Regions from separate parts of the Mus musculus genome. Here regions 1, 3, 4 and 5 are each linked to region 2. A link is a contact called in public HiCAR-type, HiChIP or PLAC-seq and promoter capture Hi-C data. All regions are on one chromosome and are shown on one strand. Each heading gives the region's core, a stretch centred on a gene start, on an enhancer-like site or on the middle of the called end of the contact. The rest is flanking DNA. Distances are from core to core; before and after follow the strand shown. Region 1 holds the start of Radil (Ras association and DIL domains). Region 2 holds the start of Chst12 (carbohydrate sulfotransferase 12). Region 3 holds the start of Tnrc18 (trinucleotide repeat containing 18). Region 4 holds the start of Fscn1 (fascin actin-bundling protein 1). Region 5 holds the start of Papolb (poly (A) polymerase beta (testis specific)).

Region 1 (4,881 bases), core at 226-2,725, 2.0 Mb after region 2:
TTGGAATTCAGGGAAAGTCCTACAGAGGCGAGTACGCCCTGGGTAACCAGATCTGTTTTTCTGGAAGTATGACCTGTCTTTTCCTTTTTCTGCCTCATTCTCGCCTCTGACACACAAACATTTGAGGACAGCTCAGGTCCCAGAGAGTCAAGAGTACACGCAGGGCTCTCGCCGTGGCTGCCTCAGAAATTGTCTCTTTTCTTGTTCTCCGATTCTGCTTTTTTAAAAAAGAAAAAAAGAAAGGAAGAAAAGAGAAAAAAGAAAGAAAAGGAAAAAAAGTAAGGTTAAGTCACAGAGACCAGGCAGGCAGTGAGGTCAACGACGGCTGACATGGGTGGAGGGACGTCTCTGTTCCAACAGGACAATGTGGAACACATTATCATTCCAACAGAAGAAAAACTGAGCAGTCAACTTTGCAGACGGCGCATTAGCCTCCTCCCCTCATCCACAAATCCTATCTTTATGGCTCCAGCTGGAGGGCGGCTTTAAAGGCAAGCATAATTCAATCAGGTTTCATTTGGGCCGCTAGTCACTTAGCAAAAAGGGACTGACTTCTCCCAGCAGGATTAAAGAGAAGCTCCTCTCTGGAATGCACAAGAGGTGGCCCGCAGCACCGAGAGACACCAGTAATCAAATTCTTTTTGGTAATTCAGATTAACCAAACACTCGACAGGCGACAGAGGCTGGGCCGGGCAGGTCTGCAGCCTGTCAGGCCCCCATCCCAGGGCTCCCCAGGGACAGAAGCCAGATCCCTTTGAGGGCCTCGGAGCTCCAGCTCAGCATCTGTCTCAGGCGCGGCACTTGTCGGGGGACTGGCTGGAAATGATACAGAAATAGCTGGAGAAACAATGCCTCTCGCGGGCACACCGATGGGGAGGAGACGCGATGCGGGACGGGTGTAGGCGGGGGTGTCACCACCATCCTGGTGGGCGAGTGCGGGACTCCCGCCTTGAGCTCTTTCGGGTTGTTCCAGGTTAGATTGCACCTCCAAAGCACTACCAGGTAAACTGAGGCCTGGAAAGGTCCCTTGGCCACGAGTGACGGAACCCGGATTGCCCCTGGAAGTCCACGGGGCCACGCAACCCGCGCCCACCCGGCCTTCAGGTGCAGCTCCCCCGGGCCGCTCCAGGCCCCGTGCGCTCGCCGGTTTCCATGGCAACCGAGCAAGCCTGCCTCCATCGCGCCCGGACTCGCCGTGGGGACCGTGACCAGCGCGGCCCCGCCCCAGCGCGTGCCCCGCCACCCGTGTCTCAGCCCGCGGTCTCCGCACCCTCCGCGGGTCCCCGCAGTGGCCCAGCCGCACCTCCTGGGCCATCCTCGGCCTCTGCTGACCTTCCTTCTCGCGCCCCGCACTCACCTCAGCGCAGCCTGTCAGCTGCGTCCCCCGCGCGCGGCTCCCACGCCCGCCGTTAGCCGAGCTGGCGCCCGGCTCGAAGCGCCTCCTGCCGGCCGCGCAACGGACAGGGCGAGGCCTCCGAAGGGGCGGGGCCTCTGGGGGCGGAGCCTCTAAGGGCGGGGAGTCGGGCGAGACGAACAGAAACTTGACACCTCAGCGCCCAATGGGCAGAGACGGAGCCTCGAGTGGGCGGGGTCACATGTATTAGGGCGGGCCTGGCCGACCGAGAAAGATAGGCTGTGCGCTAGCGCCCCCTTCTGGTCCCCAACGGTAAGAACGATTCTCTAAGAGGTGTGGCCTTTGAGTGGGCGTGGCCTCGGCAAGGGGGCGGGGCTAGTTTCCCAAAGTCGAGTCGTGGTATCTCAAGGGGCGGGGCTGCAGGAAAGAAGGGCGTGGCCTGTTCTTGGGCCCCCCTGCTTTGGGGTTGTGTACTCTATGATCAAGTAGGTGGTGTTTGGCCTCCACCCCAGTTAGTGGACGAAGGTGGAGGGGTGGACAAAGATGGACAGGTACATAACTGAATATGCATGAAACTGACCAGGGACAGGAAGGCCAGACTTTTATTTTATTGAATATATTTTTATTTATTCATTGACAATTGCATACGTGTATATAGTGTGTGTTGTCAGCATTTAACCCCAGTTCTTTAATTTTAATGTATCCTTCGTAGAATTTTATTTTACATTTTAGATAGGGTCTCATAGATGCCAGATTGGCCTCAAACTCCATGTGACCAAGGCTGGCCTTGCACTCCTGATGCTATTACCTCCATTGTCCTTGTGTTGGAATTACAAGCTTGCACTACCATGCCTAGTTAATGTAGTTCTGGGGATCGAACCAAGGGCCTCATGTATGCAATACAAATGCTCTACCAACTGAATCACTTCAACCCTAAGCAGCCAGAATTTTAAAAACACAAGTCAAATTATGGCAGACTAACTTTAAACCATGCAAAATGGGACCAAATCAGCTCTAGGTCCTTGACCCAAATAATGTATTTTGCTTTGACTTCTCTCTGGTATGTTCAGTGATCTCAAACTGCACACCCTAACCCGAGAAGTATATCTTTTTGTGGGCAGTTTGTCAAGAACTATACTGTAGAGAAGTAGTTCTCAACTTTCCTTAATGTTGCAACCCTTTAATACAGTTCCTCACTGGGTGGTTTGAATAGATATGGCCCCATACACTTCTGTGTTTGAATGCTTGGCCCATAGAGAGTGCCACTATTAGGAGGTGTGGTCTTGTTGGAGGAAGTGTGTCACTGTGGGGGTGGACTTTGAGGTCTCCTATGCCCAAGCTACACCTAGTATGACATATGGTCAGCCTCCTGCTGCCTGCGGATCGAGATGCAGAACTCTCAGTTCCTCTTCCAGCACTATGCCTGCCTGGATGCTGCCATGCTTCCCACCATGATGATAATGAACTGAACCTCTGAAACTGTAAGCAGGCCCAGATAAATGTTTCTTTTACTTTGGTCATAGCATCTCTTCACAGCAATGAACCCCTAACTAAAACACTCATGTTGTGGTAACCCCCAACCATAGAATTATTTCACTGCTACTTTATAATTTTGCTACTGTTATGAATTGGGATGTAAATATCTGGTATGCAGGATACCTGATATGCAATCCCAAAAGGGGTTGTGGCCCATAGGTCGAGAACCGCTGCTGTAAAGTAATGGCCCCATGTTTGAGACCAGGGGAAGGGGACAGACATTTACAGAGCACCTCTTCTGTCAGGTCCTATGCTTGGGGGCTTTACCCAGCCCAGCTCGGATACACACACTAACTCTTAAAAGGTTCCCACTATTCAACTTCTTCCTGAGGATGTAGTGTCTCTCAGAAGTCCATTGACTGAAGGTCAATTAAGACTTGGCTTGTCTATATGATGAACTAGTACCCTCCCCATAGACCTTTAAAAAAAAGATTTATTTATTATTATGCATAAGTACACTGTAGTTGACTTTAGACTCACCAGAAGATGGCGTCAGATCTCATTAGGGGTGGTTGTGAGCCACCATGTGGTTGCTGGGATTTGAACTTGGGACCTTCAGAAGAGCAGTCAGTGCTCTTACCTGCTGAACCACCTCACTGGCCCCCCATAGACCCTTACAGGGCACCCTTATAGGGCACCACCCCATTCACACCAGCCTCCTCATGCACCTCAGCCTGGGAGGCTGTAACCAAACAATATACTAGAATACTTCCATACAATTTCCTACAAACAATAACAAACCTGAAGAGGCAGTTATCAGAGCTAGGAAGAGAGGCTGGGTTCAGGCTTGGATATTCCTTCTGCCACATCCCAGACCATGACCCAAGTCCCACCTCCAAACTTCCCACCCCTGTCTCTGCAGAGAACCCCAAACTGCAGCTTGGGAACCAGGTTGGACAGTTTTTGTAAATAAAGTTTTATTGGGACACAGCTACAATTGTTTGCTTACATACAGCATGGGAGCCAGATTGGACTACTTTTTGTAAAGTTTTACTGGGACACAGCTAAGATTGTTTATTTACGTACTAAATGACTGATGATCTGTGGCCTGTAGTGGATTGAATGTGAAACATCCACCCTGGGCTTACGTTTCAAAGGTGTGGCCAGCATTTGGCAGTGTTATTTCGGAAGGCTGTAAAGACATTATAGAGTGAGCCCAGCCAGAAGGAGCAGGTCGCGGGGACAGGCTTTTGAGGGATTGTCATCCTTGAAGACTTTCTGTCTGCTGCTTTCTTTCTGTTACCTCATGAGGGTTTGCTCGAAAATGCAATGCTCTGCCTGTGACCAAGGACTGATATCTCTGAAATCATAAGCCAAGAAAGTATTCCTCTTTTCAGTTGTTTCTGTCCAGCAATGTAAAAGTGATGAAGACAGTTGCAAACGACTAAAAATTACCTCCTTAAAGGCCCCACCTCCAATAACATTCCGGGGTACTGGGACTTCAGCATCTGAATTTTAGGGGAGCACATGGCTCATCCCAGTAAACCAGCTTTCTTTTCTTTTTCTTTCTTCTTTTTTTAAAAAAAAAAGATTTATTTATTTATATTATATGTAAGTACACTGTAGCTGTCTTCAGACACACCAGAAGAGGGCATTGGATCTCATTACAGATGGTTGTGAGCCACCATGTGGTTGCTGGGATTTGTACTCAGGACCTTTGGAAGAGCAATTGGTACCCTTAACTGCTGAGCCATCTCTCCAGCCCTGTAAACCAGCAGATAATTCCTGTTTATCCTGAAAGACAAAAATCCAGTGTTACTTACATGATTCTAACCTCCAAGATGGTTAGAATGAGCCACACTTCCAGGCTTTCACGTGACTTCATAGACTCAGCTGTCAAACCAGCATGGCTTGTGTAACCAACACAACCTTGTCTCGGTGATATTACGGCTCTGGAGTTACACAGTGAGAGATTCTCTTGCTCCTGCCCTTGCCTTCTCTTGGATCATTTGCCCTGCGATAAGCTGGCCACCATGTTGGGAAGCCATGCA
Region 2 (4,471 bases), core at 1,641-4,140:
GGCCATTCCTACACAGGCAAGGGCCTGGAGTGTCACACTCTGCTCTGTCACACTCTGTCTAAGTCCTTTGAGAAAGGGCTCTCCATCTGAAGCTGGAATCCGGCTGATGGCCAGCGAGCTGCATCAGGCCTCCCCTGTCTGCCTCTTCCCGATCTGTTGCGGCCGGCCAGCAGCTCGCAACGTGAACGGTTCGACTGAGATGGCCACTCGAGCTAAGTGAGGAACTAGATGGGGAGAAAGAAGAAACGGAGCCAAGACAAGTTCATCCTGTTCAAAGCTCAATTTTACTAGTTCTGACATTCAGTTATAAAGGAAGAGGGAGGGAACCCGATTCCCGCCAACTGGTCTCGGGGTCCAGTAGCAGGGTGAACACGTGTGTGGCTCCAAGCAGCAAAGCGGCACGGTCCAGCAGTGGGCGTGGCAGAAGGAATGAGCAGGAAACTCCACCCCTGAGCCAGCAGGTTCCAGGCTGGGGGTGGGGAGGCTACACCGATCCTCAGCAGTGATGACATAGGCATGCACGGGGCTGGACCCAGCCTTTTACATGGTCGCTGAGGGTAGGGAGGGTTCAGTCTCAGGTCCTGATGCTTTCTCAGCAAGCATTCTTCCCCACTGGGCCATCTGCCCAGCCCAGGAAAGGGCATGTTTTATATGGCATGTCAGGTGGCTTCTTAAGGAGGCAGCACGACACTGCTGCAGTTCCACCTGCAATGGAGACCACCCGGTTGCTCGGAAGCTTCAGTCGACTTTGGTGTTGTCAGTGATTACATAGGCCTGAGCCATCCCAGCAGGTATGTAACAGAGAATAACATCTAGCTAGCCCAGGATGCCCTCAGACTTGCAATCCTGCCTCCCCTGCCCAAGTTACCAGTGAGCACCACACCTGCCTAAACAAAATGCAATAGGGTTTACTGGCCAGGCATAGTGGTGCATGCCTTTAACCCCAACACTTGGGAGGCAGAGGCAGGCAGAGGCCATGGTGGAGGCAGAGGCAGGTGGATCTCCGTAAATTCTAGGACAGCCCCAGCTATATAGAGAGACCTTGTCTAAAAAAATGTAGTATATAACATTTATGCTTTGTTTGTTCATTTGTTTTGTTGGAGACATTGTCTCATGTAGCCCAGGCTATCTTCAAGCTCACTGTACATCCACAGATGATTTTGTTTTTTGTTTTTTGTTTTTTCGAGACAGGGTTTCTCTGTATAGCCCTTGCTGTCCTGGAGCTCACTTTGTAGACCAGGCTGGCCTCGAACTCAGAAATCCGCCTGCCTCTGCCTCCCGAGTGCTGGGATTAAAGGTGTGCACCGCCACGCCTGGCTCACAGATGATTTTGAACTTCTGATCCTACTGCCTACAATTCCTGAATGCTGGGGTTGCAGATGTGTGGCATCATGCCTTGTTTATACATTGATAGAGATGGAGCCCAGGGCAGAGCAAGCATTCTACCCCCCCTGAACCACACCTGAGCCCTCGAACTTACAGTTATAGATTGAATTGTGTTCTATCTTCCAGCCCCAAAAGGAAAGAGATGTTGGTGCTCTAGCTCCTAGTGCCTTAGAGATGACCTTATTTGGAGACTGAGCCAGGAGAATGGTAATGAAATGAGGTCATGGGATAGTCCTGATCTTGTCTGGCTGTGCCCTTATGAAAATGGAAATCTGGGCTGAAGTACGCAAAAGGGAGGTAAAGAGAAGGGCTGGAAGATGCTCCTGCAGGGCTCTCTGCAAGAACCAGCCTGCTTGCTACCTCAACTCCTGGCATCTGGCCTGCAGAACCCTAGGAAAAGAGCTGTCCATAGTTGAGGCTGGGTCTGTGTTACAGTTAGAGCAGCCTGAGCAGGTCACACGCACACATGGCAACCCAGGGGACTCAGCTGTAGGTTTTGAATCCTAGTTAGTAAGATGGGATCATCTGCCACCAGAATATAATAAATCTTCCTAGGTTCTGTCCTCTGCCATTCTGTGTCATACTGCTACAGAAAGAGGCTTCTAACCCTAGGCACTGGGAGAGCCCGTTGGCTCGGAACCAGTCCCCTGCTTTGGGAAGGCAGCTCAGTGCTGGGATGTTAAGTGTGCGTCACCACGCTAGCTTTCTTTTGCAGGTGCATGTGTGCACCTCATGTGTGATATGTGGGACTCAGAGGACAACCTCAGGCACCTTCCAACTTCTGTTTGAGACAGAGCTTCTCTTTTGTCTGAAACTTCACCATATAGAGAGGGCTAGGGAGCCAGCAAGCTCCAGACTCTCTCTCTGCCTCCCGGTCTTGCCATACAGGCAAGCACCACGGAGCCTGGCTCACGAGCATGGGCTGTTCACAGGTTCTGTGGATCTGACCACAGTTTCTCACCTTTGTGAGGCGAGCACCTCATTTACCCACTGAATCCTCTCCCCATACCTTGTTTGTTTGTTTGTTTGTTTGTTTTTGAGACAGGCTCTCATTAAGTACGGCTAACCTGGAACTTCCTATCCTACTGCCTCAGCCCCTCCCGTTCCTCCCTCCCCCCTGCCAAGTAGCTGCGGTGACAGCTTGCACCATGCCTGGCTCTCACTAAGAGCTTTACCTGCATGGTCTCTCTTAAGCCCCATAAACTCTGACAGGATTGTCAGCTTGCACAGCCCACGTTGCAAGTTCAAACTGCGAGACAGGCAACGCCCCTTGAGATCAGCCACGCCCCCACTCCGGATTGGTTGCTGCAAAAGGGGCGGGACGCTCAGGGATGGTGGGTGGGACCAATCTCTGGCCGTAAATAAGGTGCCACATGGCACTGGCTGGCGAGGGCAGGAACGGGGAGAAGTGCGCAAGCGCATCCAGAACGGGCGTAGTCCCGCTCGTTAGCTCTCGCGAGAGGATGGAGGGAGGTCTGCCTGGGGGCGGAGCCGCGCCTCGGGCGGGGCTGCTAGCGGGAGGAGGCGATTTCGGCTGCAGAATCAGCATCACCAGCAACAGCAGCAGCGGCGGTGACTGTGGCGGGCGCTAGGTGAGGAGCGCAGGCTCGAGCAGAGCGAGGGGTGCGTAGGAGTCCCGAGTCCTAGGGTGGGGCGATGGTCCATGGTTTGGCGATGCAGATTGGTACCTCCTTCTGCCTGGCTTAGGCAGCTCCCACGTGGTCCCGGGTTCGAATCCCAGTTCTGTCCAGCTGGCTGTGTAACCTTAGCCAAGCGTGCACCTTCTCTGAGCCATCTTCTTGTGCAGCCCTGCAGAATGCGTGGAGGAAGGTGTGGCCACTTGGCCGACCTCCTTTGCAGTAGTAGCGGCTGGCTCGGAGGTTGGGAAAACACCTTCCCAGTTTTGCCTCTGGCTGTTTGGGTGTCCAGGCGAGAAAGCAATTGTTCAGAGACTGTTGTGCTGCAGTGTCCCGGCCAGACCTTGCAGGAGGCTGTCTCCGAAGCCAGGTTTTGTACCGAGCAAGCACTGGCCCCACATCTCACCCCAGTCTACTGAGCATCCTCCTGCCCTGTGCATTGCTGCGGGTGCCCCCAGCAGCAGCCTCATGCCTGGTGGGCCACAGGAAGCCGCGCATTAGTGGCTAACAGTAGGACCTATCTTCTCTTTGGGCTTCTGGCCACGAAGACATCGCTGGCAGACCTTGGGTTCCTTCCGCACATCCGCCTAGCTGTCGCACAGAGAGCTGTAATGTTTGCACCCTTCTTAAATTATTTATTTTATAATCCCACGCTGCGCTGGGAGCCCCGGAATTGAGTGGGAATGTCACCCTCGGGGGAGAACGGGGCTGTGAGCCTTCCATTGCTGGGACAGCACCGTGTGGCTCCAGCCTAGGTAACATGAGTTAGGGCCCTGTTTCCGGGTGTGAAGGAGAGAAAAAAGATTGTTGGGAAACTGCTATGTGCTGGGTATGATACTGCAACTTCGCGAGTTGCCTAAGGTGGAGCGAGTTGCCTAAGGTGGAGCGTGGTGCCAGTTCTTGTGAGCTTAGGCAAGAAGATTGCTGTGAGTTTGAGGGCAGCCTGGGCCGCATAGTGAGGTTCAGGCCAGCCTGGGCTACAGGGTAAGACTCAGACTTAAAACAAAACAACACAAAAATTACAAAAGGGCCTGCCTGTACCTTCATGTTTAATTTCCTTGCTAGGATCTGGGGCTGAGCTTGCTTGTACCCGTATTGTCATGTCGCTTTCGTGGGTCTGCATCTTCAGTTTCCTGCTGTAAGGGCAAACCACCATATTGGGTGGAATGCTGGGAACCATGGGCCCTGGGTAGCTCAGGTCGTCCTGGTTCAGGGCCACTTGAGTGCCAAGTGTATGAAAGACGTTTGCGGTATGCAAAGAGAATGCCAGGAAAGGTGGCACGTACCTGTAATCCCCAAGAGGTGAAGGCAGGAGGGTCTACAGTTGAAGTCTAGCCTGGGCTACATAAAACCCTGTCTCAAAGAAACCAAACAAAAGAAACCCTTAGCATTGAAGACTGGAAGCAGCTAATTCAGGAGACGTTGAGTTGCTGTGCTCATGAGGGGTG
Region 3 (4,707 bases), core at 1,483-3,982, 2.3 Mb after region 2:
AGCCGCCTAGGTTTGACCTGGGCTCCCGCCCTAATATCCCCATCAAAGCTGGAGGGTGGGTGCTAGCACAGTGCGCAACACTTACCCGGGTGCGGGTGAAGGTTGAGACCGGCCATGTATTTCCCGGGCGGCGGGGGACCTGGCAAGCCCGAGGAGGGCAAGCGTCCGGCGGTGGCCGCGCCCACGCGGTGGCTGTCCATGGCCAAGCCGGACAGCAGCGGCGGCGGGGGGCCGTGGACGGACCGCTGGGGCCCGAAATCTCGGCCATCCATCCTCCGCGGGAGTGCCGCGATCAGCCTCCCCACCCGGCCCGCCGGCCTGCTTCAGTGGGACTTAAAAGTTCGGCCTCGATGTAGTCCTAGTGTCCTCGGGTGGCGGGCGCTCCGCGGCGTGCATGGCGGCGGCCAGCGGGGCTTGCGCTCAACCACGGGCCCGCGGCCCGGGGCGCATGAACCGCCCGCGGTGAGTCCCCTCCGGGCGGCTGAGCGGAGATGAGGAAGGAGGCGTACACGGTATCTTTGGTGAGGGAAGACCGCGGAAGACACAGAAGAGGGAAGGGGGAAAAGGGGAGGGGAAAGAGAAAAAAAAGAAAACAAGTTTCAGAAAGTCGCCTCGCCCTTCAGGGTAGGAGAGTAGCGAACCGAGCTGGTGGCCAGAAATAAAATCGGGAGTAGCCGCCCCCTCTCCTCGAAATGCGAAAACCTAGGGTCCTTCCTCCAGCAGTTCAGGGTTCCCAGGGACGTGGCTCAGGGAAGCGGCCCGGCTCGCTGTGTCCCAGCCCCGTCTCTTGCCTACGAAGTTCTCCCTAACTGGGGAAGGCCACTCAACAGACCGCGCCCGTTCAGCTAAATCCAAACCCGTAGTTTATTTTTCAGGCGTCACAAGCTCTGGAGGTTTAAAACTTCGAATGCTTTTGAGTTGGTTGAAATGTGTCCATAACGCCATACCAACTATCTGATTCGCAAAGTTTAATGTTTAACCTTTTTAGGGCCCTCGTCTCCCTTTTTTTTTTCTCCTTGTGAGCCGCGAATAATAATAATAATAATAAAAGGGGTGTTCGGTTTAGGGGCTTTTTGTTGTTGTTTACCAAGGTCAGATACGAAACGGGTTTATTTTTAAAGGAAGATCACCGCCCCCCTCCTGCTGCCCCCGTTGGGCCATTGGGAGTCGCAGAATCCGAGTCCCCGAGACGTGGCATTCTCGCCCGTGAACTGGAAAAAGACTCCTTCAAAACAAGATTTGGTTTCATTTTCCAACGCCCGGGCCTGGGAATACCGATGCCCGGAGAACGTGGCTTGGTGTGGAGGATTTGGGGATCATCAGAGAAGAAAGAAGGGGTCTCCAAAGATCTCAATTCTACCCTAGCTTTGTGACCCACACACCCCCAAAATAACCTACAAAGGAAAAAAAATAACTTAACAGCGCGGGCCAGCGGAGGGGCGCCTCCCCAGCATCGGGTAAACCCTCCTGTAAGTCCTATTTAAGCTGTTTGTTTAAAAGATCTGTCGCTTTCCTGTTCCCGAGGGGGTAGGGAGGTCTCAGAGAGCCCACCCTTCCCTCCCTGACTACCAGCCCCAGGCTACTCTAGACCCCCTGGTTCCGGGAGAACCGGGGCGCTCTAGCAGACGGAGACTAAGCCACAGCTCCCGGGTGACCAGCCGCCCTACGCCCAGACCCAAAAGTCCTCTTCCCCCAACTTTGCTAAGGACGCCTATTTTAACGTGGCTTTGGTTACAACACCCCCTCTTCCTCTCGCCCGCCCTCGCTCTTTATCAGGCTCTGGTTACCAGAATCGCGTTTACTTTTGAAAAAATCTAGGATCGTCACAGCCCGGGATACTTGTCTCAAAGGCGCCAGGAGCTTCCCGCATACACTTAAAGATAATATTCATTAAAGGCAGCGTTTTGAAAAAGGCAGAGCCCAGGCGCCCCACTTTAAGGAAGTCGGGGTGAAGCCCTACGGAGCAGCCTTTGCCATGGTCGAGAAGCTGGCGTGGCTATCTGCGGGGTTCCACTGCGTCCTTCTCTACTTTTCCCCTCTTAAATGCAGCTAAAATGGCTGAATTCCGGCTTTTAATTAAAAACAGCCTATAATCGAAACCGTCTCGGCGTCCCCGGGCTAGCCCGCCGCCTGCCGGGAACCAAGTAGGGAACCGCCGCCCTCGGCGGTGCTGCAGACTGAGAGCTCGGGTGGGAGTCCAAGGCGCAGCGATGCGTCCTCTCCCCCTGATCCCTGCCCTCCGCTTCCCTTCTGGGGACCCCGACTGTTTCGGGGACCTTCTGCTTTGCGGACCCAAGGGGTACGCTGCACAAGTTCGGGGAGCATCGGGGCCCGGAGCGTACCTGGCGCGGCGGGGCTCCGGGCTCCAGGCTCCGACGGCGACTCCGGCAACCGCCGCGGTTCCTGGCGCGGCTAGGCGCCCGTACTGCCCGCCATCCCTCGGCCGCCGCTCCCCTCCGCCACCCGCAGCCGCCTCACACTTTTTGCCCGCCTTTCCTTTTTTTGGTAGAAAACCGCTCCCCGGGCCGGGCGCGCGGCGCGCCAACTCCTCCGCCCTCCCGCGGCCCCGCTCCCGCAGCCCCCGGAAAAGCCAGCTTTCCTCCCGCCGAGCTCCCCGCTTTTTAATAAAATCCAGGTAGCGCCGGTTTAAAGAATCCCAAATCTCCATATACAGCCCGGGATTGGAAAAGGTACATTACACAACCCCCCTTTCAAGTTCCTCTCGCTGGATCTAAAAAAAAAAAAAAAAAAAAAAAAGCGAAGGGGGGGCTTAAGGGGGACGGGGGAGGGGAGCCTCGCAGGCGAAGAAACACGCATTGTTCCCGGGTGCCCGCCCCCCCCTTCGGGCCAGCCCCCGGCCGCAGCGCATTGGTCCCGCTCGCCGCCCATCACGCGCATGTAAACACCTTGGCCCTCAGCCATTCCTATAAAACCAATTACGGACCTCGGGGCTCCAGCAGTTTCCAGGCTCCCCACGGCGGGGCTGAATGATCAAAACTGGTGGTGAGAATTTTTCCGAGCCGTTTCTAGGCAGCCCTCCCCCACACCAGCTCCAGCAGACCCCCCCCTTCTTTCTCCTTCTCCCTCCCCCCACATCCCAGCCCCTCCTCCTGCGTCTGGGCTGAGTGATCAAAATAGAGGAAGATGGTTGTCGCCGCAATCCCGGGCATTGCAAGGCCTCCTGTCAGCTTCCTTCTTCGGGAGGAGGTGACAAGCTAGCCGGGAAGAGCCGGGAACCGGCGAGCTGCTCATTGCGCCCGCGCCCGGCGCTCCCTCTCTAGGGTGCCACTCCAAAGAGCGAGGTTCAGACGAAAAATAACAAGGCCTGCTTCTCTCTCGCTTGCTCGCTCACTCTCGCCTTTTAAAATAAAGCAGCGATTCATTCCCTTTCCCCCTAGCAGTCGCGGTCGGGTGGGGTGGGCAGGCAGGCGACAAGGCCTTTTTTTTTTCCTTTTGCCCCTGCCTGCGGGTCCCCTCCCTGAAACGCGGTGTCAGAAGGCTTTACTGATTAATATTTTGGACAGGCCGCGGCGGTCGGCAGCGGTGAGTTGCATCTTATAAAAGGTTCCTATAGAAACCCGGGCTGTGGGGCTCTGCGGCCGAGTGCGCACCGCGCGCCCCTCCCCAAAGCCCCTTTTGGCGTGGGCGCCCCTCCTTCCCCCTTTCCCCGCCAAGAAAAACCAGAGCAGAAAAAAGGATTAGATCGGCGGAACGCGAGCTGAATCCCTCTCGGTTCTGACATTTCAGCCCTATTAGCATTTCTCCACGGGGCCTTCTGAAACCTATTAAGGTGTAATATTAAAAACCTCTTGGCTGGGGGCCTCTCTCGCCTTCCATCCGCCGCGCCCCCTCCAGGGAGGGCGAGACCGGGAAAGGGAAAAAAAAAAATCTGTTGAGCTCAGAGGAAGCAAGCCAAGCCCAAAAGTGCTTGGCTGGCCACGGCGGCCAGAGGGGGAGGGGAGCACTAATCCCCCAGACTTTGTACTTTTATTTTGCTCTTTCAGCAAAAAAAAAAAAAAAAAAAAAAAAAAAACTTTCGAAGTTAAGTGGCAGGGAGCCGCCGACGGCAGTCTACCTGACTGGGGACCCAGGGAGTGTGATCCTTGCCGAAGGGACCCGTTCTAAAGGGTGGGGAGATCCCCTGCACCCTCTCGGAGCCCGAGCCCAGCTAGGCATTACCTACCCTGGAAAGGAAGCTTGGAAAGACAGAGAGCCTTGCAGATCCTACCTCGAGAGCAACTATAGGGTTTTAATTAAAACAAAAGAAGCCCGCTCTTTCGCCCTGCTCTGCGGACTCAGCGTTTTCCTGCTGCTGCTATTTTTTTTTTAAGAAAATCCATTTTTAAGGCAATTTTTGAGAGTTTTTTTTTAATGAGCTAGTTAGTGCTCATCCGTTCTATTTTTCTTTCCTCCACTTTTAGAAGGAAAAAAAAAGAGGGAAGATTCGAGAGAGAGCTGGGGGTGTCTAATTTAATTCCAGGATAAATTTGAAGGGGGGAAAAAATTCAGCCTCTTGAGAGCAGTTTCAAGTTGCCCTTCCTGGAGCTTTCTGGGCTGGTTTCTAGGCTGCCCTCTTTTAGAAGCTGGAGCTCGGTGGGGGGAGGAGAGAGGAGGGAGAAGAGAGAGGGAGAGGGAGAGAAAAGAACGAAAATAGCCGGAGCTGAGGGGAACTGAGCGGCGGTGTCCGCGCGCTCGGAGCTGGGCGAC
Region 4 (4,799 bases), core at 1,934-4,433, 2.5 Mb after region 2:
TTGAAAACATCACAAAACAAACAAAACCATCAGTGAGGTTGAATGTGTATCCATGTTTGCTTGTCTCCATTTAAAGAACACCTGGAAGATCTCTAGCTGCTGGTGGAGGCGGGAGGGTGAAGGCTGCTTCATCCTTTGTATTTGAACTGTGTGGCTGTGGGTGTATTATCTGTTCCCAAGGACTGCACATGAAATGAGAACAATGAAGGCTTCGGTTCTGCTGAGATGAACCTCAATTCTCCACAGATGATCTCACCCAGAGCCAGATGGAAGTCCCCCAACATTTAAGCCTCTGTTCTGAGTGCTGGACCCAAACTCATCTTAAGGGAAAACCCAAAGAGCCTTTCTGTGGTTTCCTTCCACAACTGTCTTTCAATGTGTGTATGTGTGCACGTGTGTTTGCTTGTGTGTGTGTGTGTGTACTATGTGCATGTGTGTGAGCATGTGTGTATATGTATGTGCATGAGTGTGTGTGTGTGTGTGTATACATGTGAGCATGTATGTATAGGCCAGAGGTTAGTGATGGGTAACTTTCTCCAGAGCTCTCCACCTTAGTTTTATTGTCTGTGTGTGAGCGGCTGTGGGCACTGTACACCACAGCACATGTGTGGAGGTCAGAGAACAACTTGTGGCTGTCACTTCTCTCCCTCTGTGTGGGTCTAAGACCTGGATCCAGCGCTTTCGCTTGCTTGAGACATCTCGTTGACTAGCTCCTCCGTTGTTAACACAGGGTCTCACTATGTAGGTCCAGTTATCTTGGAATTTGCTCTGTAGACCAGGCCGGCATCAAACTCAGAGATAGACCTGCCTTTGCCTTCAGAGTACTGGGATTAAAGGTGTGCACCACTACCACCCAGTTTAAAATTCTAAAAAGATTTGTGGGTGCAGGGATTTGAGGAGGCCAGGAGAGACTGTTGGATCTCTGGGAACTGGAGTTAGAGGTGGTTGTGAGCCCCCACGGGTGCTGAGAACTGAACTAGGGTGCTTGAGAGGAGCTCGCTCACTGCTGAGCCCCACCTTAGATTTGAGTCCCTCGTACTGAAGCTGAGTTCAGTGATTTGACTGAGCCGACCGCTCAGGGTGGGCTTTTCGATGTGCACCACAGGCCTGGCTTTATAGGTGAGGTCATGCTTGCACAACTGGCCTTTCTTTTGCATTTACGTGTGTGTGTGTGTGTGTGTGTACATGAAGTGAGAGGGGGCAGTATGGGAAGGGTCAGTGGACAACTTAAGGGAGTTGGTTTTGCCTTCCATCATGATGGTCTAGAGACTAAATTCAGCCCCTCAGCCCGGGAGCGTGCCTTTACCCTCCGAGCTCCCAGCTTTGGGTTTTTGAGGCAAGGTTTCATATAGCTTAGGCTGGCCTGGCATTCAAGGTCATCTCAGAGGCCTAGGATGACCTTGTGTTGTCGGTTCTCCGGCCTTTACCTCTGGTGTGCTGGCGTTTGCCTTACCACACCCAGGCATCCCCCATAGCTTAAGCCTAAAGCTCTCGGATGGCCAGCACGCCCATGCCCTGACGTGAAGTTCAGTGACTAATCAATACAGAGCGTTCACGGAGCCCTGACACATAGCAGCATTGACTTAACCTTAACAGCCTGGTGTGTAATGAGGCCAACTTGTCCGATTCTGCCCACGATGCGATGCTCTGGGTTAAACAGGTTTGAACAGAGTACCGGATGGCAGAGAGGGCACCCTCAGTATCGGGTTTTGGCTGTTACTGCTTCCAGTCTTCTGACCTGCTCCCTCAAGGCTGGTCTTAAACTCAAAGCAATCCTCCTGTCCCTGCTTCTCAAGTTCTGGAATTACAAGTGTGACTCACTGTACCCAGGAATATGTGTCTTTATTACAGAGGAAGGAGAGCTCAGAGAGTGAGAGTAACCTGTGCAAAGTCCCACAGCAGGAGAGGATGGCTGGCTATCGGCCGCGAACTTGGTGACCTTTCCTGTGACCTCTAAGGGAGGAACTAGATGTCCCAGCAAGGATTCTAGGGACTTGTCAGGACTGACCTTTGATGATGGGAAAGCCATGCCATCTCCCCTTCCCCTTTGATGGTCGCTGGAGGGGTTTGCCTGGGACAGAGATGCGTTTGGACACAGATCACCGTGAAGACTGGTCAGTTTCAGTACCCTGCCCAGCCTGTGGCTGGGAAGGGCCAGGGGCCCAGATCTTGTGGGCAGCCTGGGGTAGGGCCAGCATTCCAGGGGCCTGCCTGGCATGTGGGGAATGTCCCAGGAGAAGTCTCAGTCCTCCAGAAACTCAAAGGGAAGTGTTCTTACGTGGGGTGGTGTGTGGTGGGAGGTGGGAGGTGGTGTTTGTGGGAATGTCCCTCTGGTCTGGAACCCTGAGGGGCTGCAGTTAGGAGGTACATTGGGGCTGTGCCATTCTAGGGAGCTGACCTGCTTTTCTGATGTCTTCATAAACAGAGACCACTATTCCTGCCTTACCTACCCTGCTTCCTGGTAGACCAGCACCCCGGGGCTTGAGCATCACCACAGTAGGGACTTTTGTGGGCCACTGACTTGGGCCACAGTTACCACAATTTATTTAGAGTCAGCAAGGTGGCTGTACTCTATGCTGACCCGGGAATAGAAATCTCGGTTTCTGCTCAGGAGGCCCAGGCTACAAGGCCTTGAAAAACCCTGAGGCGGGCGGGGCAGGTAGGGCTCTGCATGCGCCTCTCTAGAAATTAACCTCCTTTCTACCCCAGACCCTTCTGGCGTCTCTGGCTTCTTCAAGGACCGGCTCTAAGGCTACTTCCTGGTACACCCTGGACCCTCCCTCCATCCTGAAGGGATCATTATCTTAAACCTGGTCCTTCCCATCGACTGGGTTTGGGGGTAGGGGTGTTTCAGGATGGCCTCAGAGAGCAGGAGAAAGTTGGAGATCAGCCAACTACTGCAGAGCACGACTGTGGAGGAACAGTTAAATGGACTAGCAAACACGAACGGGCCAGAGGCAGAAGGACTGCTATGAGTTCGAGTCCAGCCTGAGCCACACAGATACTTCAAGCCTAGTCTGAGTTACAGAGTGAAACCCGGTCTTAAACCCCAGAAAAACACTCCGGGGAAGCGCAGGGGACCGGGCGCGCGCTGCAGAGCCCCCTCCCCGGCAGGCCCGGGTAGGGGCGTGGCCACGGTGACGTCATCCTCCTATAAAACCCTGGGCGCCGCCGGGCTGGCTTTGTGGAGAACTGCAGCGGGCTAAGCCGTGTTGAACAAAGGAGGTCGGGCACAGCTATCCAAGCTCCCGGGGCCACCGGGCCGCCCTCCGCCACCATGACCGCCAACGGCACGGCAGAGGCTGTGCAGATTCAGTTCGGGCTCATCAGCTGCGGCAACAAGTACCTGACAGCCGAGGCGTTCGGGTTCAAGGTGAACGCATCCGCTAGTAGCTTGAAAAAGAAGCAGATCTGGACGCTGGAGCAACCTCCCGATGAGGCGGGCAGCGCGGCCGTGTGTCTGCGCAGCCACCTGGGTCGCTACCTGGCCGCCGACAAGGACGGCAACGTGACCTGCGAGCGCGAGGTGCCCGACGGCGACTGCCGCTTTCTCGTCGTGGCGCACGACGACGGCCGCTGGTCGCTGCAGTCCGAGGCTCACCGGCGCTACTTTGGCGGCACCGAGGACCGCCTGTCCTGCTTCGCGCAGAGCGTGTCGCCGGCCGAGAAGTGGAGCGTGCACATCGCCATGCACCCGCAGGTTAACATCTACAGCGTTACCCGCAAGCGCTACGCGCATCTGAGCGCGCGGCCGGCCGACGAGATCGCGGTAGACCGCGACGTGCCTTGGGGCGTCGACTCGCTCATCACCTTGGCCTTCCAGGACCAACGCTACAGTGTGCAGACGTCCGACCACCGCTTCCTGCGCCACGACGGGCGCCTTGTGGCACGGCCGGAGCCCGCCACGGGCTTCACGCTGGAGTTCCGCTCCGGCAAGGTGGCCTTTCGCGACTGCGAAGGTCGCTACCTGGCTCCGTCCGGGCCCAGCGGCACCCTCAAGGCTGGCAAGGCCACCAAGGTGGGCAAAGATGAGCTCTTCGCCCTGGAACAGAGCTGCGCTCAGGTGGTGCTGCAGGCGGCCAACGAGAGGAACGTGTCCACGCGCCAGGGTGAGTTGGGGACATGTCCCCTCCCTTGGGTCCTGACCCAGTGCACAAAAGCATCTCTGCACTCCTTCTATTTCCCTATTTCCTCCTGGGCTCCCTTTAGGCTCACAGGCCTCTGGGCTCCGCCATGAGGAGGTGGGCTTCTATTTTGAAAGATCTGATCTCACCAGATAGCCTTGGCTATCCTGGAACTCGCTATGTAGACTGGGCTGGCCCCGAACTCGCAGAAATCTTCCTTCCTGTCTCTTGTGCTGGGAATAAAGGCATGTACCACCCCTCTGTTCAGGACGTAGGCTTCTTCTGCTGGGAGAAGGTGACGTGGGGAAGTGGGTAAGGCCTAACACATTCTAAAGCAATACTGTCCACCACCACCCCCCCCCCCCCCGGCTGGGGGCGTGGGACTCCATAGACCTAGCTTAGATCTTCTCCGTTTCCTCTTCCTTCCCAGTCTGAGCCATCCCCATTCATGAGCCGATTCTTTAGGATAGGCTGTCCCAGGTCTTGGAGAGGAAGGGTTCCCCCTACACCCCCCCTTGTTCATTTCCTCGTGCGTCCTCTCCCGTTTCGCGGGCCTTTGGCTGGAGGGCCAGGGGACAGTCACCCCTGCCCTCCCCGCCTTAAATGGCGAGATAGAGGAGGTTGGAGGGGCTTTTGATCCCGGCGGGGTGTGCTGGGCGGGGTCGGCCCTGCGAC
Region 5 (4,673 bases), core at 731-3,230, 2.0 Mb after region 2:
AATCTGAGGGATGCTTTCACTCAGTGCAATTCCTGAGCTTTCTATGGGATTCACATGCTGCAAGGAAACATCAGGAAACTGTATGTTGGTCACAGATGCTGCCATAACAGCCAGAGCAGGACTGTTTCTGCCCTGAGGGTTTCCAGTCAGTGGACCTGTCTTCATAGTGCCAGTAGGTGAAGGAGCAGTCATGCTGTTTTCACTGTCTATAGACAAGAGAAGGCTGCTGTCAGTCACAGCTGTCAGCCTTACACTTTCTGTTAAATGGGTTTCCTTTTTCTGAAGAACATGATTTGGAAGTAGCTGATGAAGTTCCTTCCTTCTTAGATGCATTGCAGCAATCTTCATATCCATCTCAAACATCTTACTATTTATTGCTTGTCTGTACACTGTATCTGTGAAAGACTGAATATCATAGGTGAGATCAATACTGAGAATTTCAGAGTTTTCTGGCTTCTTCAACACTAACCCGATCACCCACATAGTACGAAATTCTTCCTTGTCAGCAGTTTCTTTTGGTGCTGGAAACGACTGAGGATTCACATGAGCCAGAGTAATGAACTCATTCTTTTCCAGGCTCCCAACCAGGATTCGGATCTTTGATTCCACCAAGCCCACCCACTCTAAATGTTGTTTCTCTGTTGGCGCACTTGCCAGAAGTACAATATAATGCTTGTATTTTTGAAAAAAGCTTGGAGCTTCAAAAAGTTTGGACCATTCTGCCTTATTCAGCAGAATTTCATGTGTGATAGCAAGTCCTTGTTTAAACTCCTCAATCATGACCATCCTGGTCGAAACAGACACATTGTACGTGGAGTTCTGCTGTGGGTATGCTGGTGTAATTATAGGCATAAGATGGTACCTGTCACTAGGATTCACTCTTGGGTCCCATACAGGCAAGTTAAGATTTCGTTCTTCTGGTTCTTTTAACAACACTGGATTTGGCCATTCCCACTCAGAAAACACCAAGAAAAATTTTCGCACAAGAGTGGATGCTATTGCATTTGGGTAAAGCTGGCAAGTTCTTGCTACTAGCATAGCCCAGGAAACACCTCCAAGGAAACCCAATATATTGGAATAGATGTTGTGGCATTTGGCCCATAATTTGATGGCTCTCAGTGTTAACCTGAAGCTGTCAATGTTTGGTACTAGATGTAAAATCTCATCAGTTACCCGGCAACCGTTAAGGCTTCTTATGCACCTAATATCTAAATTTTTAAGCAGACTATCATCTCGTAGGTCCAAATCTTCTGGAATAGTCTGCAATGCTAATCTTGCAAACAAAATATCAATCTCTATTCCATCAAAACACAGTTTGATAACCGGCACAAAGGCCTCCTCAACAGCTCTTAAATCTTTTACTTCCTCTTGTAGTTTCAATTTGTCATAGAAGGAGGTGAAAAAGTCATTTCGATCCACGTGTCTTGGTGCAACGCACAAAGCATCGATATCTGCACCTTTCGTGTGTACTCCTAATCGGTAAGAGCCGAACGTAAAAATTTTCCCCCCAACATTCTCAATTACAGCTTGTGGAAGATTCCTGCTTTCACTGATTTCTCGGATCCATTCCTTCACCAGATTATTTAATTTCTGCAAAATTAAAATCCTGCGCTGCAGTTCCTCTTCCTCTTCAAACACCCCGAAGGGCTGGAGGGTCTCGATCAGCTTCTGGGTGAGTTCGCGGTCTGTGTCCTTGGGGGCGGCCAGGCTGATGGGGGACGATATGCCGAACTGCTTCGGGGCGGGAGCCGGTTGTTGTGCTCCTTGGGTGGTCACCGCAAATGGCATCATCTCTAGCTCCCGCGCCGCCAGGGCACCTGCCCCGCCACCGCGACCTCGACGGCCTCTGCTCGGCTCATGATCCGAAGGCGCGAGGGGCGGGCTCCTGCCGGCCGGCCCTGTCGGCCCCCGCTCCGCTCCGAGCCCGCCGCCTCAAGCGCTTCCCCTGGTATCCCTCCGGGCCAACATGGCGCCGGGCTCCTCAGCGGTCGCGTTCCAGAACCGACGGCACACGCACGCACCGGCCGATGCCGCTGCCGCTCTCACGAGATTGGAGGAAATTCTCGCGCTAGAAGGCTTCCGGAAGAGCTCCATCCCGGCCCGGCCTGCCCGGTTCTGAGAAGTCTCTCTTGAGGGACAATGCACTGTCCTCTATCCCCAAGCAGGTTCCAGAGGATGCTCCAGCTAGGCCCAGGGCGACAGTGGTGCTCTCATCAGGCCTGGTGTCACTTCTTGGGGTGGCTTCTACTTTCCCTGGCTCCTGCTGAGAAGTTACCATCAAGCCAAAACTATGGCCCTTTCGTCGTCTTCTGCCAGCCCATACTCAGATTTCTGTTCTCAGTATCCCACAGTTCCACTGCTGTGTGCGTGCGTGCAAGGTGAATATACTCAATTTACAAGGGCGCGCTGGATTTCCTGCATCAGAGCAAGAAGTCCTTTTTATTTTGTGGCCTCTAGAAGATTCCCACGCCTATGCTTGGAATATGCTCTTCCCGACATTCTCTTTGTTCTCTTCGTTTGGATACAGGATAAACCTTCCCATTCTTCCCGTGCTCCAGATCTGTGCTTGTTCCTGGGTGACGCCAGATCTCCCACTTCTCCATTCTCACTTAAGTTATATATAGTGTGCAGTTGAAGCACCACTGAAGTGCACTCTTTGCTTTTGTGGTATTGGGATCCAAGCGCCTCACACACTACCACTGAGAGAACCAACTTACATATTCTTTTAAATACTTACCTTTGTGTTACTGGTAGCATAATTGTTCCAGTTTCACTCCTGTTGCTGACAAAAAAAAAAACAAACGAAAACACAACTTAGGGGTAAAGGGTTTATTTGGCTTACAATTCCAGGTTACCGTCAGTTACAGGGAAGGTGAGAAGAACTTAAGATATCTAGCCACATCACACTCAGTCAAGAGCAGTGAGAACAAATGTACCCATGCCTGCTTCCTGTCATCCATCTATCTATTTCTCCTGTTTATACAGTCCAGGGTCCCTTGCCTAAGGACGGGAATGCCCACAATGGGCTGGATCTCCTGTGTAAATGAACACTCAGGACAGTCCCCTACAGACACACCCACAAGTCTACTGGATCTAGGTAATTCCTCATTAAGAATCTCTTCCCAGGGCTGGAAAGGTGGCTCAGAAGAAGGATGGGAGGAGGAGAAGGCACCACTGTTGCTTTTCCAGGATAGGAGATTGGTTCCCTATGATACCTCTGGCCTCTGATGGCACATGCTTACACATAATTAAAACTTGGAAACTTGGAAAACCTTTTTTTTTCAAGACAGGGTTTCTCTGTATAGCCCTGGCTGTCCTGGAACTCACTTTGTAGACCAGGCTGGGCTCGAACTCAGAAATCCACCTGCCTCTGCCTCCCGAGTGCTGGGATTAAAGGCGAAAACATTTTTTTAAAAAAAGAACTTTCTAGTTGATTCTAGATTGTGACAAGTTGACAGTTAAAGTTAACCAGCATAATTCTCTTGTTCTTTTAAACATCTGTCTCTATTTTGGAGGTGATACACTGTTTTCATCCTACCATCTCTTCAAATATGGTGAGCATTCATTAGTATTCAGTAGCCAGTAATGTCTCCGAGAGTCTAATTCTGTAGTGTGCTGTCTTTCATGAATTTCTGGGCATTTTTCCCTTTTGTGTTCTCTGATTTTTGTTATGAGCTCATTTGTGGAGAGGACTGGGATGCCCATGCCTGGTGAATATGGAAATCCAGGTAGGATTTCCTTTGGTTTTGCTAGATGCTCTTGTACTAAGCTGTGTATGTGATTTCTTTTCTTTCTTTTCTTTTTTCTTTTTTTTTTTTTTTTTTTTTTTTGAGTCAGGGTTTCTCTGTATAGCCCTGGCTGTCCTGGAACTCACTTTGTAAACTAGGCTGGCCTTGAACTCAGAAATCCGACTGCCCCTGCCTCCCGAGTGCTGGGATTAAAGGCGTGCACCACCACGCCCGGCTTCTTTCTTTTCTTTTTGCTTTTCTTTTTCTTCTTTGAGAGAGGGTCTCTCTGTATAGTTCTGGTTGTCCTAGAGCACAATATGTGGACAAGGCTGGCCTCAAATTCACAGAGATCCTCCTGCCTCTATCTCCTGAGTCCTGGGATTAAAGGTGTGCCACACCTGGTATGACTTTTAATGTTTTATCCACTATAATCCAGACCCAAATACATGTGGGACAAAATGTGCTTTTTAATTATCAAGAAAGTTTTTAAATTTTTCACCATCCAGAACCCAGGTGGAGAAAGATAACTTTCCTTGTTATCTATGTGCCAGATAGGTACTCAACATGCTAGCCTCTGGAGAGCCCAGCTTCCTCCGAAAGGAGGGCAGGTCTCAGTGCTACCTTCTTGCCTTTCTAAGGTTTCAATGGGCTCTGTCTCTCTTGTCCACTGTCAAGCTCAAATTCCTTTCTTATGGTTTTATTTTTATTTGCATGTGTCTGTGTATTTGTCAGTGCGTATACACTCACCCCAGCAGCTGTTGCTCCGACAGAGGTGCTGAGACTCAGACTCTGATCCTCTGGAAGATTGCCATGTGCTTTCAACCACTGAGCCAGTGCTCCAGCTCCACGTTTAAGCTTCTTAGTCATCCAAACTGACAAATGCCTCCCAGAGAAATTACACTTTCATAACTAGTTGAGATCCTGTGCTTCTTCCGGGGAAAGGGT

The links. Promoter capture Hi-C pulls out the DNA fragments that hold promoters and counts their contacts. HiCAR-type assays count read pairs that join an accessible place to other places. HiChIP or PLAC-seq counts read pairs in DNA pulled down with a chosen protein or histone mark.
Region 1: a promoter capture Hi-C map of liver shows a contact between it and region 2, with 6 times the contacts expected there. The contact joins the promoter of Radil here to the promoter of Chst12 in region 2. A contact is called at or near these places in 4 of 39 promoter capture datasets (the 3T3-L1 cell line, embryonic stem cells, hippocampal neurons and 1 more) and 1 of 115 datasets of contacts at active chromatin or transcription factors (astrocytes).
Region 3: an H3K4me3 HiChIP or PLAC-seq map of pro-B cells shows a contact between it and region 2, with 4 times the contacts expected there. The contact joins the promoter of Tnrc18 here to the promoter of Chst12 in region 2. A contact is called at or near these places in 3 of 39 promoter capture datasets (the SN4741 cell line, cranial neural crest and pre-B cells), 1 of 484 Hi-C or Micro-C datasets (uterus) and 6 of 115 datasets of contacts at active chromatin or transcription factors (the 230-238 cell line, acute myeloid leukemia, astrocytes and 3 more).
Region 4: a HiCAR-type map of astrocytes shows a contact between it and region 2, with 3 times the contacts expected there. The contact joins the promoter of Fscn1 here to the promoter of Chst12 in region 2. A contact is called at or near these places in 2 of 115 datasets of contacts at active chromatin or transcription factors (astrocytes and embryonic forebrain).
Region 5: a contact with region 2 is called in an H3K27ac HiChIP or PLAC-seq map of embryonic stem cells, with 4 times the contacts expected there. The contact joins the promoter of Papolb here to the promoter of Chst12 in region 2. A contact is called at or near these places in 1 of 39 promoter capture datasets (liver) and 2 of 115 datasets of contacts at active chromatin or transcription factors (astrocytes and embryonic stem cells).

Annotation. Positions count from the first base shown.
Region 1 is chr5:142,549,623-142,554,503 of GRCm38.p6, forward strand. It overlaps Radil (Ras association and DIL domains), which reads right to left and starts at 1,476. Exons shown (of 15, transcript NM_178702.4): 1 at 1,358-1,476.
Region 2 is chr5:140,502,719-140,507,189 of GRCm38.p6, forward strand. It overlaps Chst12 (carbohydrate sulfotransferase 12), which reads left to right and starts at 2,891. Exons shown (of 2, transcript NM_021528.3): 1 at 2,891-2,978. Gm38728 (a long non-coding RNA gene) reads right to left here. Exons shown (of 5, transcript XR_001785006.2): 5 at 369-705.
Region 3 is chr5:142,814,930-142,819,636 of GRCm38.p6, forward strand. Tnrc18 (trinucleotide repeat containing 18) reads right to left here and starts at 2,733. Exons shown (of 28, transcript NM_001122730.3): 1 at 2,343-2,733; 2 at 86-516. The coding sequence starts at 272. It overlaps Gm31365 (a long non-coding RNA gene), which reads left to right. Exons shown (of 3, transcript XR_377182.4): 3 at 1-1,063.
Region 4 is chr5:142,957,172-142,961,970 of GRCm38.p6, forward strand. It overlaps Fscn1 (fascin actin-bundling protein 1), which reads left to right and starts at 3,184. Exons shown (of 5, transcript NM_007984.2): 1 at 3,184-4,109. The coding sequence starts at 3,278.
Region 5 is chr5:142,528,096-142,532,768 of GRCm38.p6, forward strand. Papolb (poly (A) polymerase beta (testis specific)) reads right to left here and starts at 1,981. Exons shown (of 1, transcript NM_019943.2): 1 at 1-1,981. The coding sequence starts at 1,791. All of the region lies in intron 2 of Radil (Ras association and DIL domains), which reads right to left.